2 separate regions of the Mus musculus genome follow, and region 1 is linked to region 2. The links are chromatin contacts, called in public promoter capture Hi-C maps. All regions are on one chromosome and are shown on one strand. The core of a region is the stretch at or near the end of the contact, and the rest is flanking DNA. Distances in the headings are between cores, read along the strand shown. Region 1 holds the start of Dhrs11 (dehydrogenase/reductase (SDR family) member 11). Region 2 overlaps Synrg (synergin, gamma).

Region 1 (3,495 bases), core at 986-3,485, 800 kb before region 2:
CATTGGCATCCTTTGTCGGTAAGGCCTCATTGCCCCTCAGACTGGCCTTCAACTGAAGATGATCCTCTTACCTCAGCCTCATGAATGTATGGTGTGTTTACAGGTGTGAGTCACCACACCATAGGTAGTTAGTTGATGGCATTTCTTTAATCAAGCTTTGGAATTGTCTTTAAAATGGATTGTAGATCACTGAGCAACATCAAAACAACTTTGGAAAGATACTCTCAGCTAGGCATTTTTTTTTTTTCTTTTTTTATTAGGCATTTACTCTGCCAGCTGAACTACACTCCTGGCTACATAAGATCTGCAAAAGCAATAGTTTTAATATTGCCCTTCCAGCCATATGAAGGATAGCCAGATGGGTGCTTAGTGAGTGAAAAAATTTTATTCCTATTTTAAAAATGCATTGGTATTCTTGATTGCCTGTGTAATTGTGTGAGGATATTAGATCACTTAGAGCTGGAGCTGCAGACCTTTGTAAGCTGCTAGGTGAGTGCTGGGAATTGAACCAGGGTCCTCTAGAAGGACAGGCAGTGTTTTTAGCCTCTTGAGTCATCTCTGGCCCCAAGTGAATTTATTTTTTTTCTTTTAAACTCAGGGTCTCACTAGTTCACACTAACCTCAAGTTTACAATTCTGCCTCAGCCTCCTAGGACTGCATCAGCATGGGTTGTGTGACTGTGGTAGGCACGCACGCGCCTGGTCTTTGAGCTTCTTATCCATGTCCAGAAATCATAAAGGATGGCTATCTGAAGAAGGTAGACATCAAACAGTTTGTTGGTTTTTTATTTTTATTTTTTGTTGTTGTTGTTTTGTTTTGTTTGAGACAGGGTTTCTCTGTAGCCCGGGTTGACCTGGAACTCACTGTACACCAGGCTGGCAACAAACTCAAGAGATCTGCCTGCTGAGTGCTGAATCAAAGGCATGTACCACCAGCTGGCATTATCAGGCATGTATGGGTACACTGTTGGTGTCTTCAGACACACCAGAAGAGGGCATCGGACCTTTTTCGATAGTTGTGAGCCACCACCATGTGCTTGCTGGGAATTGAACTCGGGACCTCTGGAAGAGCAGCTAGTGCTCTTAACTGCTGAGCCATCTCTCTAGCCTTCATCACACTTCTCTTTTTTTTGTTTGTTTTGTTTTGTTTTGTTTTGTTTTGTTGTTTTTCACACTTAATGTGCCAGTATACTTACTGTGTTTGAGAAAGGGGCTCATGTTTCAGTTGGCCTGGAATTCACTCTCTACTAAAGGATGGCCTTGAACTCGTGGACCTGTCTCTTATGTCCCCTTACCGGCTTGTGCCACCATGCCTTGTGGTAGAGCTCTGTTGGCTCCTGCACAAAAGAAAAACAAAAATATTGTTTTTGTTGTTTTTTTCGAGACAGGGTTTCCCTGTATAGCCCTGGCTGTCCTGGAACTCACTCTGTAGACCAGGCTGGCCTCAAACTGAGAAATCCACCTGCCTCTGCCTCCCGAGTGCTGGGATTAAAGGCATGAGCCACCACGCCCGGCTCAAAAATCTTATAAGGGTATATTATGCATGCTGTTTAAAGTTATGGCTACCACGTGATATTCAAGTTGTCAGCTTCTGCGGGTGACTATTGATGTACATCGTGTAACATTTGCGCCGTTGTAGGACTGGGAGTGGTTGATGTCAAGGACGGTTGAAGACGTGGTGCCATTTAGGTGTAGAGTACTTGGGTATTTTAACCATTTACTTGGCCAGTGAAGCCAAAGGATCAGGTACAGTGAACAATAACCCTTCCTCAGGTCAACTGGCCTTGATGGCAGAGGCCCTTAAGCTTTTTGGATTGAATCCTTACTGTCAGTCACCAGTGGTTTGGGAGGGCACTGGAGTAACCTTTAGATCCCCCATCCTGTCCTCAGGCCTTTGGAAGTAGGGCTGATTGAGCAAAGGAGGCCTTGAGTGCGTGCGAGCGTGCGTCCTCTTCCTCGCAGATGGAGGCTCTCCACCGCAAAGGGAAGCGCTCACGGTAAAAGCAACTCCACCGGCTGTCAGGCCCCACTTCCGCGGTGGGCCCCTATCCTCAAGGCTGTGCGGTTTCCGCCTGTCGCGGGAAGGACGGGCTCGTGCGCGGGCGTGGGCGTGTCCGGAAAAGGTGGCCACTCGGACGCCATGTGGCCCAATGCGGAGGTCCCGAGGGCGGAGCCCGGGCCGGAGGCCGGGCCAATAGTGGGTGGGTCTAGGCGCAACTCCAAGTTGCCGGCGTCCCCCACTGCAGTGACCAGGGAGCCACCGATCTTCAGTAACCCCAGACTAAGCTCCCCGCTCCCAGTGCCTGGTTCGCCGAACGAGGTGGGCAGACGGCTCGGGACCATGACTAGAGCTGGCATGGAGCGGTGGCGCGACCGGCTGGCACTGGTGACGGGAGCCTCGGGGGGCATCGGTGCGGCCGTGGCCCGGGCATTAGTCCAGCAGGGACTGAAGGTTGTGGGTTGTGCCCGCACCGTTGGCAACATCGAGGTAAGGCTCCGCCAGGCAGCGGGGACGCTCTTGGGGGAGGGGGGAGTACGTCGTTTCCATGGGGCAGGGCTTTGAGTGAGGGGAGGGAGAGTTGCCGTGGCCGGAGCCAGAGACCCTGCTCTTTTTGAGCCTACTACCCTAGGGCCATTTGCAACGGCCTTGAGAGCAGGAGTGCTGTTTAGTAGCGAGAGGACCTAAGTTCTCTCTAAGTTCTATTTTTATAAGAGCCATTCACTCCTGATAGTTCGTGTCGCAGCAGAGTACCAAATCCTGACCCCTGGTATTCTCTTCCCTTACCCCTGCCATCTTGTGCCCCCTATACTGGCAGGTGAAAGAGGAAGCCAGAGGTCAAGGGCTAGCTAGGCAGCCAGGGAGAAGGGGGAAAAAAAGAAAAGAAAAAAAAAAAAAAACTGGCTAGTCTAAGTGACTAGGTTAGTTTCATCTTGTCCCCAAACCTCACCCAAGCCACACCGAGTAAAGTGCTGGCCAACCAATGAACAAGAAGCTAGTGTTTGACCCATGACTGAGGGTGAGGTTAGGGTGGAAGCTAGCTCTCCTTTTAATTCAAATCTGAGCTCAACTCACATGCCATGAGCCTAAAGAGTGAATGGAATATTTACTTGTAGATCTCTTTCTCTCTCTCTCTCTCTCTCTCTCTCTCTCTCTCTCTCTCTCTCTCTCTCTCTTTTCTGATTCATTTTCCTAGGTGGGACTGAGTAGGTGAAATAGGGCATTAAACCTGTAAGTCTTGAGAAAATAAAATGTTACGGATCCAGAACTCCCTAGTTTTTCTCTTAACATTCTTTTGGGGGTTCCTGGAGTTATGAGCAGCATCAGATCAGAAAAGATAGGGAGGAGATGCCATTTGGGAGAAGACAAGAGAAATTCCCATTATTTGCCCTGGCAGGACCACCTGCAGGGCTCTATCTTCACCATGGCTCAAAGTCCTCTGACAGAAAAGGGTAAGGAGGCCTTGGGTGGAGGCAAAGGGAGAAGTTGTTGCAGGAA
Region 2 (3,605 bases), core at 387-2,886:
ACCGGACAGGTGAGATAGGGAAGCTATGCCATTACACATGGCTGAAAAGGCAGGCCAGTTACCCTCGAGAGTCTAGATGTGGGTGCTGCGAGTGAATGCTTGCAAGCAGAGTCTGAGAAGGCGTGACTGTGGGGCCCCTTCTCCATTTACCTCACATTTTGGTCCTGTAGAATTGGAGTCATCAGATGTGAATGGGGCAGAACCTACTAGGTAAATGGGCCACAAACTTCCTTCAAAGTAACAAAATCAAACTCCATGTCTTCTTTTTAAAACTCTGGACAAGGGCTGGAGACATGGCTTATCGGCTAAAGAGCATTGGCTGCTGTTCCCAGAGGACAAAGGTTCAATTCCCACACCCACGTGGGAACTCACAGCTGCCTATAACAATAGTTCCATTGGACCCAGCACCCTGGCACAAATATACATGCATGCAAAACACTAACACACATAAAATAAAAATAAATCATTAAAAAAATTAAAAATCCTGGACACAAGTGATGCTTGGTGTGAAAACTTGGAGAGACTGGGATGAGGAAGTTGTCTTGGGGGATGAACTAGTTCACATAGTGACAGGGCACAGGTGATACAGACGGGGCTATGCATTTGTCAAACTCAGCAGAAGGGCAGCCACTCAACTCATGGTGCAATGCTACTGAAGTTTTTACATTTTACTGTGTGTGAACTCAAAAGTGGCCTGGAGTGACAGAGCAGAGCCTAGAAGGCAAGTTCTTTGCATGAACAGTGGCAGGACCCAGGAGCCTGGGAGTTGGAGAAGATGAAGGGAAATGGGTCCTACTGCCCCCAGTGACAGAACGAAGGGGGATGCTTGCCAGTCATTCCTCACCCTGCATGGAAGGACAGATGCAGGATGAGCTTGGACAATGCTCTGAGGCTTCAGGGACACTTTCACTTCTAAGAGCTCAGGGCTTTCTGATCCAGTCAGCTTTCTCCAGCAAGGCCAGCAGAGCAGGGCTGACTGGAAGGAAGGATAGAGACCTAGCTTTCAATGCTCACCGAGGACTGACTCCCACTAAAACAAGGAACCCTCAACTCTAAATGCCAAGTGGGAGGCCCGTACATTGTGCCGCCATCTTGAGAGGTATGTCAAGGGCAGGTCCAGACCTGAGGCTCACAGTGCGCATGACAAGCTCCTGGGGCTTTTCTCGTTAACATTATTCTCAAGCTTTCATCCCCAGCAAAAGCTTTGCATAGCTTTGGTGTTCCCACCTCATCATCCTTTTCAGGATAGGAAGACACACAGAGCATGCCTGACGCCTCTCGCACTTCCCTGCCTCAGGACAGGAAGATGGCAGAGGAAAGAAGTCAAGTTGCTGTGTAGATTAAATGCACATGAAAACCCTGATGCACAGTTTGGCCAATTGGATAACCCAGACGGCTGAAGGAGAAGTGGCCACGGCACCAAAGGGGGTTTTGGGAAAGGGCTTGAGTATATGAAAAAATTTTCTACCAGAGCAAAGATTTACTTCTCACTACAAATGCAACAAGTATCCACTAAAGAGAACGACAAAATACTTATAATAAACATGAGATTTTATCATTAAGCACAACCCACTGGCAGCCTGCCTCCTAGCCATGTGTTGATAGGTCTGTTATTTCACAAGTGCTTCCTGACAAAATGCCCAGAACACCCTGACTGAAGGGCCGCATGTGTTACTTCACCAGCTCTAGCTTTCAGGAGGTTTCCCATTTTTCTCTTTTATCTGAAGGACAGTGCTCTGCACTTTGCTAGCTTCTGGTGATTTTACGTTTAGAGCAAGTAGAGAAGTTTACTCCAAAGCGCAATGATTCTGGACGTATGAGTCCCCTGACACACTTGGTGCTTACAGGGCTGCCTCTCAAGTACTGGGCTCAGAGGTGCCAGAAGTCCTTCCTGATGTTGCTGGCAGCAGTAACCAAGCTTTCCCTGACGATCAGGTTTATCTTTATGCTGTGAACACAGTGATCCATGGAAGTCAGCACAGTGGAAGATGGGTGACAGCCAGGGGGAGGACCAGCATCCACAGATCACCATGTCATTCCTGTCTGCCAACACAAGGAGATCAGCAGTCTCAAGCTCCCACCAGAGCTAGCCGAGCTCTCAATGCCACGCCTCCTCTGCTATGATGGACACCATAGTCAGGGAGCCAAACACCCCTTCTTCCGATGAAGCATCTTGTTAGAACAACAGGAAAAGAAAGTAATGAGGAAAGCATCACGAGACCCGGAGAGAGGTGGGCCGAAGGCACCCACCCAGGAAGGGCTGCACTGAAGGGCACTAGGGACGCCTTCTGGGGAGAACTATGCAGAACTCAGCATGAGAGCAGCCTCGTTCAGCAACAGGAAAGCTCTGCACTGAGCTAAGGCTTTGGAAGACCATGGAGGCCCACTGCAGGATTTTAAATGGGATTTAAATGAAACAGTCAGATCTATGGTTTACGAGGACCAGTCAGGTAGTTGCACAAAGAATAGACTGATAAAGGCTTTTTTAAAAAAGAGAAAGAAAGAAAAGAGCTAGGTAGGGGTGTGTGGCTCAGTAGCAGATAACTTCTCTAGCCTTCATGGGCCTTGAGGTCCATCCTTAGCACTGACAAAGGAAAAAAAAAAACCTAACCAAACCAAACAAAGCAAACAAACCAGGGCAGTGCTATCTCTCTGGCCCTTCACTTTACTTTAATGATGCAAAACCAGAAGCAATGAAACGATAGTGAGGTTTGCTGTTTAGGACACAACGGGCAGCCAGGGACCACCAGGCTGTCAGCTGAGAGCACTAAGAATTCCTCCCTTCTGCTCAGAGGGTCGCAGGTTAACTGGAGGACTAGTAAATGACTTAGAATACAGCCAGGCCTCTCATGAACTTAAATGCTTCCTGGAAAATGCTGCAGCAGCCATGCGGACTGCATGCATGTGTGCGCACTCTGGCCTTCTTCATCGGCTTTGGTAGATTGCAACACCCAGAGGGGATCTAGTCATTTGTTTATTCAGAGTAGAGCTACTCATAACATGGAGAAAAATGAGTCCAAGGAAAATAATTATAGTGGTGAACGGACGGTCACATGATGGTCTTCCACATAGCTTTCTGAAGAATGCAATGGGGCATAAACAGGTCAAGTGTGAGGGGATAGACTCAAACCATTACTTTCTGGCAAAACTTGCATGTGTAAGAATCAAGAATGACTGGCCCTGGGAAGGCTCAGTGGGCAAAGTGCTGGCTGTGTGAGTGTGGGGACCTAGACCAATATGGAGCCCAGAGTGATAAAGCCACTTGTCTGCACTCAGCTATGATGAGAAGGCTGAAGACCCTGCAGAAGCTTGTGTGCACAGGGGCTGACAACTGAGACCCTGTCTCAGACAAGTCAGAAAGTGAGAGCAGACATGGATGCTCTCTGACCTACACTCGTGCACACACGCACACAATTTCTCTTTCTCTGTCTGTCTCTCTCTGTCTCTGTCTCTGTCTCTCTCACTCTCTCAATAAGCAGATAAAGATTTTGTCCTACACTTCTATCTTCCAAGGTACAGTGGGTCCTGGAACTCTCCAAAGCCAGTCGGGACTGCTATCTGAGACCTCCATCAGCATAACACAACCCAGTTGGCACATTCACCCT

The links. Promoter capture Hi-C pulls out the DNA fragments that hold promoters and counts their contacts.
Region 1: a contact with region 2 is called in a promoter capture Hi-C map of hippocampal neurons, with 4 times the contacts expected there. The contact joins the promoter of Dhrs11 here to the enhancer-like site in region 2. A contact is called at or near these places in 7 of 39 promoter capture datasets (the 3T3-L1 cell line, the SN4741 cell line, embryonic stem cells and 3 more), 1 of 484 Hi-C or Micro-C datasets (cortical neurons) and 11 of 115 datasets of contacts at active chromatin or transcription factors (astrocytes, bone marrow-derived macrophages, cardiomyocytes and 8 more).

Annotation. Positions count from the first base shown.
Region 1 is chr11:84,827,743-84,831,237 of GRCm38.p6, reverse strand. It overlaps Dhrs11 (dehydrogenase/reductase (SDR family) member 11), which reads left to right and starts at 2,235. Exons shown (of 7, transcript NM_177564.5): 1 at 2,235-2,487. The coding sequence starts at 2,341. It overlaps 4930502E09Rik (RIKEN cDNA 4930502E09 gene), which reads right to left and starts at 2,060. Exons shown (of 3, transcript NR_046281.1): 1 at 1,826-2,060; 2 at 1,196-1,336; 3 at 370-748.
Region 2 is chr11:84,026,847-84,030,451 of GRCm38.p6, reverse strand. All of the region lies in intron 18 of Synrg (synergin, gamma), which reads right to left. Among named protein-coding and RNA genes, the nearest start is that of Dusp14, 40 kb to the left of the region's middle. Within about 2 kb of position 1,636, at least 23 of the 459 cell types and tissues checked have an H3K27ac peak or open chromatin away from gene starts, as enhancers often do.